2 separate regions of the Zea mays genome follow, and region 2 is linked to region 1. The links are chromatin contacts, called in public HiChIP or PLAC-seq maps. All regions are on one chromosome and are shown on one strand. Each heading gives the region's core, a stretch centred on a gene start, on an enhancer-like site or on the middle of the called end of the contact. The rest is flanking DNA. Distances are from core to core; before and after follow the strand shown. Region 1 holds the start of LOC100278243. Region 2 holds the start of LOC100382075 (60S ribosomal protein L4-like).

Region 1 (4,142 bases), core at 798-3,297:
CCTTGATCCACGTTGAGGGGAATTTAGTGCACTCACTTGCTCCTCTATATATCAAGACTCCGCTTGATCTTTGAGCCAAGTGGTCAAGGAATCATTCAAACCTCGATTCCACTATCGTTGCTTGTTGCTCTGACGAGGCAAGCGCACACCTGTCACAATCTCCTCCGCGGCTTCTTCACAAGCTTCTTGAAGAGCTCGACGGAGTCACCACCAAGCCATCTATGATGTGGTAACCTCCGAGAGTAATAAACCGATGACGCTCGCTTGATGATTCACATAGTGCCTCAAGATCAATCGGATGATGCAACACAATAGAATCACTCAATCACTCATTAGAATGCAATCCCAATCAACAGTTGTGAGTGAGAGTGTTTGGAAGATTCAAGTGTGCTTAATGTGTGCAAAGAATGGCCAAGAGAGCTACCACACACGAACACCACTTCTATTTATAGCCCTCCAAACACAACTAGGAACACCACTTCTATTTATAGCCCTCCAAACACAACTAGACGTTATGGGCAAACTGTCCACTTTCTACGCATTCGCGGACAGTCCGTGCTCTAGGGCCAGATGGTTCGCCCTTCACTTTAACAGCTACTTTTGTTTGAAAAGTGTGTTATAGCTGTCAGAAAAGCAAGACACAGGTGGCCTGTCGACCCTGACCAGCTAGTCCGTGACCTGGGAACTTGAATACCATGAGCTCTACCCACCTGATTTTAATACGGGCGGACCATTCGCCGAGCATGACTAGACAGTCCACGACCTATGAGTTAGTACTACCTATGGCATGAGCACGGACGGTCTGCAATACAAACTACTAGAATCACATATATAGTCTCTGCTCAAATCAATATGGACACCTGCAAATGGTCTGCACTCTTCGGCTAGATGGTTCGTACAACAACTCAGGGACTATGCAAAAATTGGACCTTTCCTGATCAGTACCGTCGAAGGGTCCAGCCACTTGGCCTAGCCCAGGTGGTCCGCAGTACAAACACTTCAGATCACTCCTAAGAACACATGCTATTGTACAACTTCGGACCAGTCTGAAGACACGCGGACGGTCTGACCTCCTGGTCCGGATGGTCCGACCTTCAGACAACTTAGCCACTTTCCAAATAGCTTTTGAAAAGATTTTCTTTTCACAATTTCAGAAGTGTTGTTAGTTCTCACGTGCATGCAACATCTATATGCTCTATGAGGCATTAAGTTTATTATCAAGTAAACAGCATTGACCCATCTCAATATTATGGCTATCTAGCCTACTAATCCAGTCAACTTACTTCTCTAATCACCTTTTTGATCGGTAAAAGTAAAAACTATATACGTTACCTTTGCCTTGAGTTGTTCCACAATCAATGCCAAAGTCTCCAAGACTTTCAATGTAGTTCAACTTTCAATGGCCCAACATGTATTCTTATTTTCTACAAGAATTCGTTAGTCTACATGTAAGTGTCATTAGTTACCAAAATACTATTTAGGGGCCTAGATGTTTCGCACCGACAGAAAATTTCTGTCGGTTTACTTAAATACCAACATATTATTTGGGTTTTTCTATGAGTAAAGTTCACTATCGATCTTTAAACTTGTCTGATTGTGTCAATCCGGTTCATAAACTTTTAAAGTATGTCTGTTAAGAGTTTAATCTTTGTTTGAATCTCTACTATGTTTTAATGGATTGTTGCGGCCTACATATCCGTCGTCGAAGGAGAGATAAGAGTGGATGGGGTCTAACAGACCATAGTGACTAACCATGTGGACCATAACAACTTGTTAGTACGTAATAGAAACCTGAACAGATATTGAGCTTTTAAAAGACATATTTTAAGAGTTTATGAACCAAAATGACACAATTTTAAAACACTTTACTCTTTTTTCTGTGGTACATATGGTGATTAATCAAATGTATTTTCTTTAAAAAAAGGACCTTAAAACTAAATTAAAAACGAAATTCCCATGACAAACGCAAGAAACAGGAAAGCAAGAACCGGAAGAAACGGCCAATATACAGAACGAGCCAGCACTCCATTTTCTCATACGGTTGGCCCGGAATTAGGCGCCTCGATTGCTTGCTAGCCGCCAGATTAGTCTTTCGCTACCCTAAGGTTGGTCGCCTTTGGTGCTGTAAATTTCTTCTCATCCAATTTCTATTTCTATTTTAGGAGTTTAGTTGGGGAAAATAATTATTTCTATCTCTTTGTTTCTTGGCTGCCGTTTCGGATTGTGGCCATGTAATTCATCTCAGATCGGTCGGAAGAAGAACAGTTCAATCTCGGTTCATCAGAAGTAAGTCGGGTTTTTTTTTGTGTGGGGTGGGGGTGAGGGAGAGAGTTCCTATATTGACAAGGCGAGTTGATTGGGTACTTGGGTTGGTTTGCTTCAGGTGAAACTGCTTAGATCAGATTTCGTGGATTCCTTCACTTCAAAGTTTGCATGTATGTAAGTTGTGTCCGGAATTCAATTTGAGCTGCTGCTGTCTGTCTCCTTTCAGTAATTCAGTTAGACAATCCAGATTTTGTTTCCCCAGATCTATGTTAAAAAGAGACTTCTTGAAGTGATTTATTTAGTGCTCACGGATCTGCAAGCCCCAGTATTTGGTTTGCTTAAGGTCATATCGGTTTCTTGTTAGTTTCTTGGAGTTTCTTTCCACGTTGCAGTTTGGTTGGATTAGGATTAAATCAAATCTTCTAGTCAATTGCTACACATTTTTTTATCAAGATTCGAACAAGCAACTTATTTCTCTCTTTATTTCTTCTTCCATTTGAGTTCCTGTTTTGCCTTTCCAGTGTGATACATGATTAGATTTATGTTCATTTTTTCCATCCACGACTCCAGATTGAGCTCGTGTGCTGTTCTTCTTTTGCTATCAGGAATCTTGATTGTGCTTCTGATTGGTTAGAATTTAAGGCATGCTTTTAGCTGAAGTTGTGTGGCATCTGTTCTGTCTAACAGGTTGCAAGTGGTTTGAATTTTTCAAGAACAAAAGTTTCCAACCTGTATGGATTATCTTCTGTTTCTGGCCCATCAGGGGAATTGCTCCTGCTTCAGCCTCTTAGATTGACGTCAGAGCAGGAGGCGATTTCGCTAAAGTGGTTTTAGTTATCCTGTTTAGATAATTTGGTCACATCTAATAACATGCAGGGGATTGAATCTTTACCCCCAAGCCTGCTTCACATATAAGCCCTGATTTCCTTGTACTATGTAGAAATTCTTAGTTGATTCACCTATTTTTAGGCTCATTTATTTTAATATTTTTTCCTACATGACTGTTTGATACCCGCTCAGCACTCAACCTAAAAGGCTCAAGTTCTCATTTTTTTCATTTTCTCCTGGTATATCTTTGACAGTAAGACAAGTAGTTTTAAGAATGCATCTCAGAGTGAGGGACAAGATCTTGCTTCTAATGCCACTGAATCTTTTTCAGTCACATTTACCAAACATTTCTTGGTTCATGTTGGCAACCTTGAATGTTGGACATGGACACTATGAACTCTGCCTTCATTTATTTGCTCACCAGATTATAGGACTCTGCCTTCAGCTCTTTTCTGTGTTTCTCATCCAATTTTTATGCATAATGCTATCTTTGTGTCACACTATGAAATGATTTTTTTTCTCTAATGAAACGAATATGTTTCATGCCCAATTAATAGAAGTTAGGAATTCGGAAACAGATAATGGACAAAGTGTGGATAAATATTTAAGCTTTTTTGCATTATATGGTTTGGTTTGGTCTTGTGAAAGCATTAACACTTGTTGAAAATTGAATATTCCCTTATCTTCAACTTATTATAAACTGAACATTTACTATAGAAATTTTGCGCTACAATAAGTGAGTGATGGTGAATCAGGGGTACCTCTCACCATGAGCATTTGCTTGACTTCAGTATCTGGCATAACAATCTCTGCACTATCCCGTCATTACCAGTTTTTTCCCTTTCTTTGAGAAAGTATTTCATCGGTATCATTCCCTTTTTCAGGTCATTGAACTGAATGATCCAATCTGATTTGCTGACTGCTCCTCTCATCACTCAAAATTTGTGATGGAACAGGACCATCAAGCCTATGAAGAGGCTGATCACTACGCTAAGAGGAAAGCAGCCAATATTTGTGCTTCCACTGGTGCTAGAACTGTCAAGAGAAAA
Region 2 (4,142 bases), core at 1,181-3,680, 370 kb before region 1:
CACGCCCGTGAATACCGGACACTGCTCCCCCACTCTGGTCACTGTTCTCGAACAACTTTGGATGGGGCACGCACACATCTGGGCACAGCCTCACCCTCGAGAGAAAACTACGCTTCGCCCAAAGAGCAGCTTCAGCCTCGGGAGAAGACTCCACCTGAGCTAGGCCTCGGCCAATAGCCTTGCCAACAGCCACCAACTCCCCGCGTACCCCGCTGGAGGCCACTCTGTCAACTGTTCTAACCACTCCCTACACGATTGAATGCCCCAACACAAGTCCGGCCATAGCCTCGAGAGGGACCCTCCATCTCACCCAAGCATGGCCTCGACCTAGATAACAACGACAAAAGGACGCTCGACGCCACCAACCTCTCCGCAGAGACAGCTGGCAATGGAACGACTACAGAAATGTGTCAAGTCTGCTTTAGGCCATATGGGACGAATTACAATATGTTTTTCACCATATTTATGGGTGTTTCAACAACTATGGCTCGGACAACACATCCACAAGATGGGCTCGGGCACGCGTCCGAGCCCCCGACAAACCTTGGTGCTCCTGGTGGCCATACTGCTATAGGGGCTAGGGCTCGCCTCCTCTCCACATTACGACAAACCTTGGTGCTCCTAGGATCCCTCCTTGAAGCTATAAAAGGAGTCTAGGGCTTCCAGGTGGACAGGAGGAGAACAACACTTCATAGATTTTCGCCCTCCACAACCGATATTGGCACTTGCCTCAATCATCTTCAGAGACTTGGGATCCACTTCCTCTCTCGACTAGCTTATACCCCTACTACAAGCACTTAGGTGCAAGATAATATAAGTCTGATCCCCCTCTATTGGAAGTAAGGCCTTCTATTGACCGAACCAGGATAAACCTTGTGTCTTCTTGCGTCACCCATCTAGAACAGGACACGCAGTACTAATTCACTAGTTGGTTAGGATCCAGGGATCAAAATATCGACAATCATATTACTAGCATTTCTCCAGCCAACTAGAGGGACATAGTATGTCTAACAAAACTTTGACAAGGACAACAAAAACACTAAGCTAGTAAATTATAAATCAATTGTGCAACGCAAAATAAAGAGTAATTATAGGTACACATCAAACTAATGCAAACTAGATCACCTCTTGAACCACTACTGCAAGATCATATCAGATGGACTAATCCATGTGCGGTGCGCTTTGGAACTAGTCAGGAAATGTAATAAATATCACAAAACTACAGAACTAAACAGATCCTATCTAAGTAACCATATCCAGTACTCGCGACAGAATTGAAATTGATCAGGAAATGGTCATACCGGGGTAAGCTTGGTCCTCTTGGAGTCGAGCTTCGCCTTCCTGGCCTTCACACGAGCAGCCTCAGCAAGGGTGGCCATCTTCCGGGCAGTGCCGAGGTAGGGGTTGAGTTTGAGCACAGCAGCCATGTTCTTGAGTGGGTTCTTCCTCTTCTCCCTGCGCTTCACTTCCTTGTTGAGTGGCTTCACCACAGACTGCACCTCGTCAGAGTTGATGATCCTGCCCAGGTCAGCGTTGGACATCTTAGGCCTCGGCAGCACGAAGCCCTTCTTCTTCTGCGACGGGGCGTCATAGCTCCCATACACCTCCTCGAGCTTATTGAACGCGCTCTGGGTCCAGATCACAAAGCGCCCAAGGTGGCCACCGGGGGCAAGGTCTAGTAGGTTGAGGCGCTCGACGTTGGCAACATCCACACCGGGAAGGTTGCGGAAGGCCTTGACGACCTTGGAGCCCTCGGTGCCGTAGACGATGAGCGGGCCCTTGCGGTTGATGTAGCGACGGTTGCGCATCTTACCCTTGCCGGGGCGGATGCCGACGGAGTCCTTGGCCTTCTCGGCGTCGGCGTGGGCGCCGATCTGCTTGAGGATCTTGAGCGCCTGGGAGGTCTTCTCAATGGACTCCGCGGAGTCGGAAATGACAAGGGGCATCTCGGGGACAGACTCGATGCGGTGGCCGCGCGCCTGGACGAGGGCCGGGACGGCGGTGGCGGCGAGCGCGGAGGCGACGGCGACGCGGCGGAGGTTGATGTTGACGCGGCGGTGCCACTTGCGCCAGATCTTGGTGGGCGCGAACATGCGCCCGCCGCGGCACATGTTGCCGAACGCTCCCTGGCCGGCGCGGTGGGTGCCGCCGCCGGGGACGCGGGGGATACGAGACACGGCGCGGCCGGTACCCCAGGACTCGGCCGACGTCTGGTGGCCGGCGCGGCGGGAGACTGCGTAGGGCTGGCGCTTGTTGCAGGACAGCAGCTTGTGGGTGAACCTGACCACGTCGGGGCGGATCGGCGCCCCGAAGACGGGCGGTAAGGCGATGCCGGGGGCGTCGGTTACCATGTCGCCCTCTAGGGCCTTCACGGAGACGAGGGGGCGGTTGACGGCGACCATGGCGGCGGCGGCGGCGGCGGCGGCTAGGGTTTGGGCGGCGCGGCGGTGGTGCGAATGGAGGCGCGGCGAAAGGGGAAGAGGCTATATAGGTGGAGCTGACTAGGGTTTGTGTGTGGGGGTTAGTTGGAGCGATCTGGTCCGTTGGATTGGAACAAGCGGTGGGATTTGAGAAAAATCGGGTGGGCTGGGCCTGGAGATCGCTGTTGGGGCGACCTCCAAGGTTCACAGTCACCCTCCCTTTATTCGGTGTATGTTTCCCCCTTCATCTCCCCTTTCTCCCGTGAGCTTCCTTTTTCCTCTTTATATGGCGTTGAACTAGACCTCCCCCTCACTTCGAGTTTGGTGTACGACCTATGAAACTATCCCCACGCCTTCCACCTAAATTTTTACCGTGTATCATTTTTTTTTTGTCATATCACCAACATTTCATCTCCTATTTTTTTTTATCTTCCACACCGATTCTCTCTATATTCTCCTATATAACCCACTAATTTCATAAAATATTATTTTCTATACATATTCATCATTTATTACCTTTTTATTTGATTGCTAAATACGGACACACACATAAATCAAGAGAAGGGGCCTTGCTCCATCACGCTTAATGTACTCCCTTTACTGTAGCACTACAGTGTGCAGCGCTTCGGCTGCTAGAACGTACACGCGCTACAATTTAAGGGGAGAGTGATGCGATGCAGGTAGTCTAAATTCTTAGAAATTTTTAAGTAGAGTTAAAATATGTATTTTATGTACTATAGTTGGTATAAGGTGGAGTAAAAGGGGAAATGTTTGGAGAAGAGAAATAGGGAGATTTATTTAAATATGAATGAGTGATTTGATAGGGGAATGTTGGAGAGAGCCTAAGACTATCTTTAGTAGATCCCCTATCTCATTCCCTATTTCAAACTTCTCTCTGCAACAGTGTCAAACAATATCATAAACAGTTCCGCATTTTCTATTTTACACACCCTACTGGAGATAGTCTAAGAACATTATTGTTTTTCTTCCTCTATATTTTCCTCACATTGCGAAAAGGCATCTAGTGTAATGGTTAAGGCTTCTTGAAAGAGAAATAGGGTTAATCATTTCCTATTATTAATTTTGGTGGTTGACGACCAACACAAACACATGGACTAACAAGTTTGTCTAGAATTCATGTATTACAGATGCATAAGGTTCAACATAAACCAATAAAGAAATCAAGTTAGGGAATCAATCAAAATTTGGAGCAAAACCTTGAGTGTGCTGAACGATGGCGCACCGGACTGTCCGGTGTGCCACTAGACAGTGTCCGGTGCACCAGGACCGTACAACTGCGAACCAGCCACTCTCGGGAATTCTAGGGCGCGCTCCGCTATAATTCACCGGACTGTCTGGTGTGCCACCGGACTGTCCGGTGAGCCAGCGGAGCAACGGCTCCTTGCGCCAACGGTCGACTCTGCAAAAGCTACAGTGAGCAACAGTACCACGTCAGAAGTCAGAGCAGCAAAGTCAGAGGGCACTGGTCTGTCCGGTGCGACAGACGACAAAGGCTCCAACGGTCGACCAGCTCCGAACCCTAACGGTTGCGCTAACGTGGCGCGCACCGGACAGTGCACAGTGGCTATCCGGTGGCGCACCGGACTGTCCGGTGCTCCCATCGCCAGCAGCCTCCACCAACGGCTATGAAAGTGGTTCGGGGCTATAAATACCCCCAACCACCTCATTCATATTAATCCAAGTGTTCTGAACATTGCATTC

The links. HiChIP or PLAC-seq counts read pairs in DNA pulled down with a chosen protein or histone mark.
Region 2: an H3K4me3 HiChIP or PLAC-seq map of leaf shows a contact between it and region 1, with 6 times the contacts expected there. The contact joins the promoter of LOC100382075 here to the promoter of LOC100278243 in region 1. A contact is called at or near these places in 1 of 25 Hi-C or Micro-C datasets (leaf) and 1 of 3 datasets of contacts at active chromatin or transcription factors (leaf).

Annotation. Positions count from the first base shown.
Region 1 is chr7:10,079,404-10,083,545 of Zm-B73-REFERENCE-NAM-5.0, reverse strand. It overlaps LOC100278243, which reads left to right and starts at 2,047. Exons shown (of 3, transcript NM_001151582.2): 1 at 2,047-2,105; 2 at 2,246-2,286; 3 at 3,978-4,142. The coding sequence starts at 4,041.
Region 2 is chr7:10,448,615-10,452,756 of Zm-B73-REFERENCE-NAM-5.0, reverse strand. LOC100382075 (60S ribosomal protein L4-like) reads right to left here and starts at 2,430. Exons shown (of 2, transcript NM_001174838.1): 1 at 1,302-2,430. The coding sequence starts at 2,402.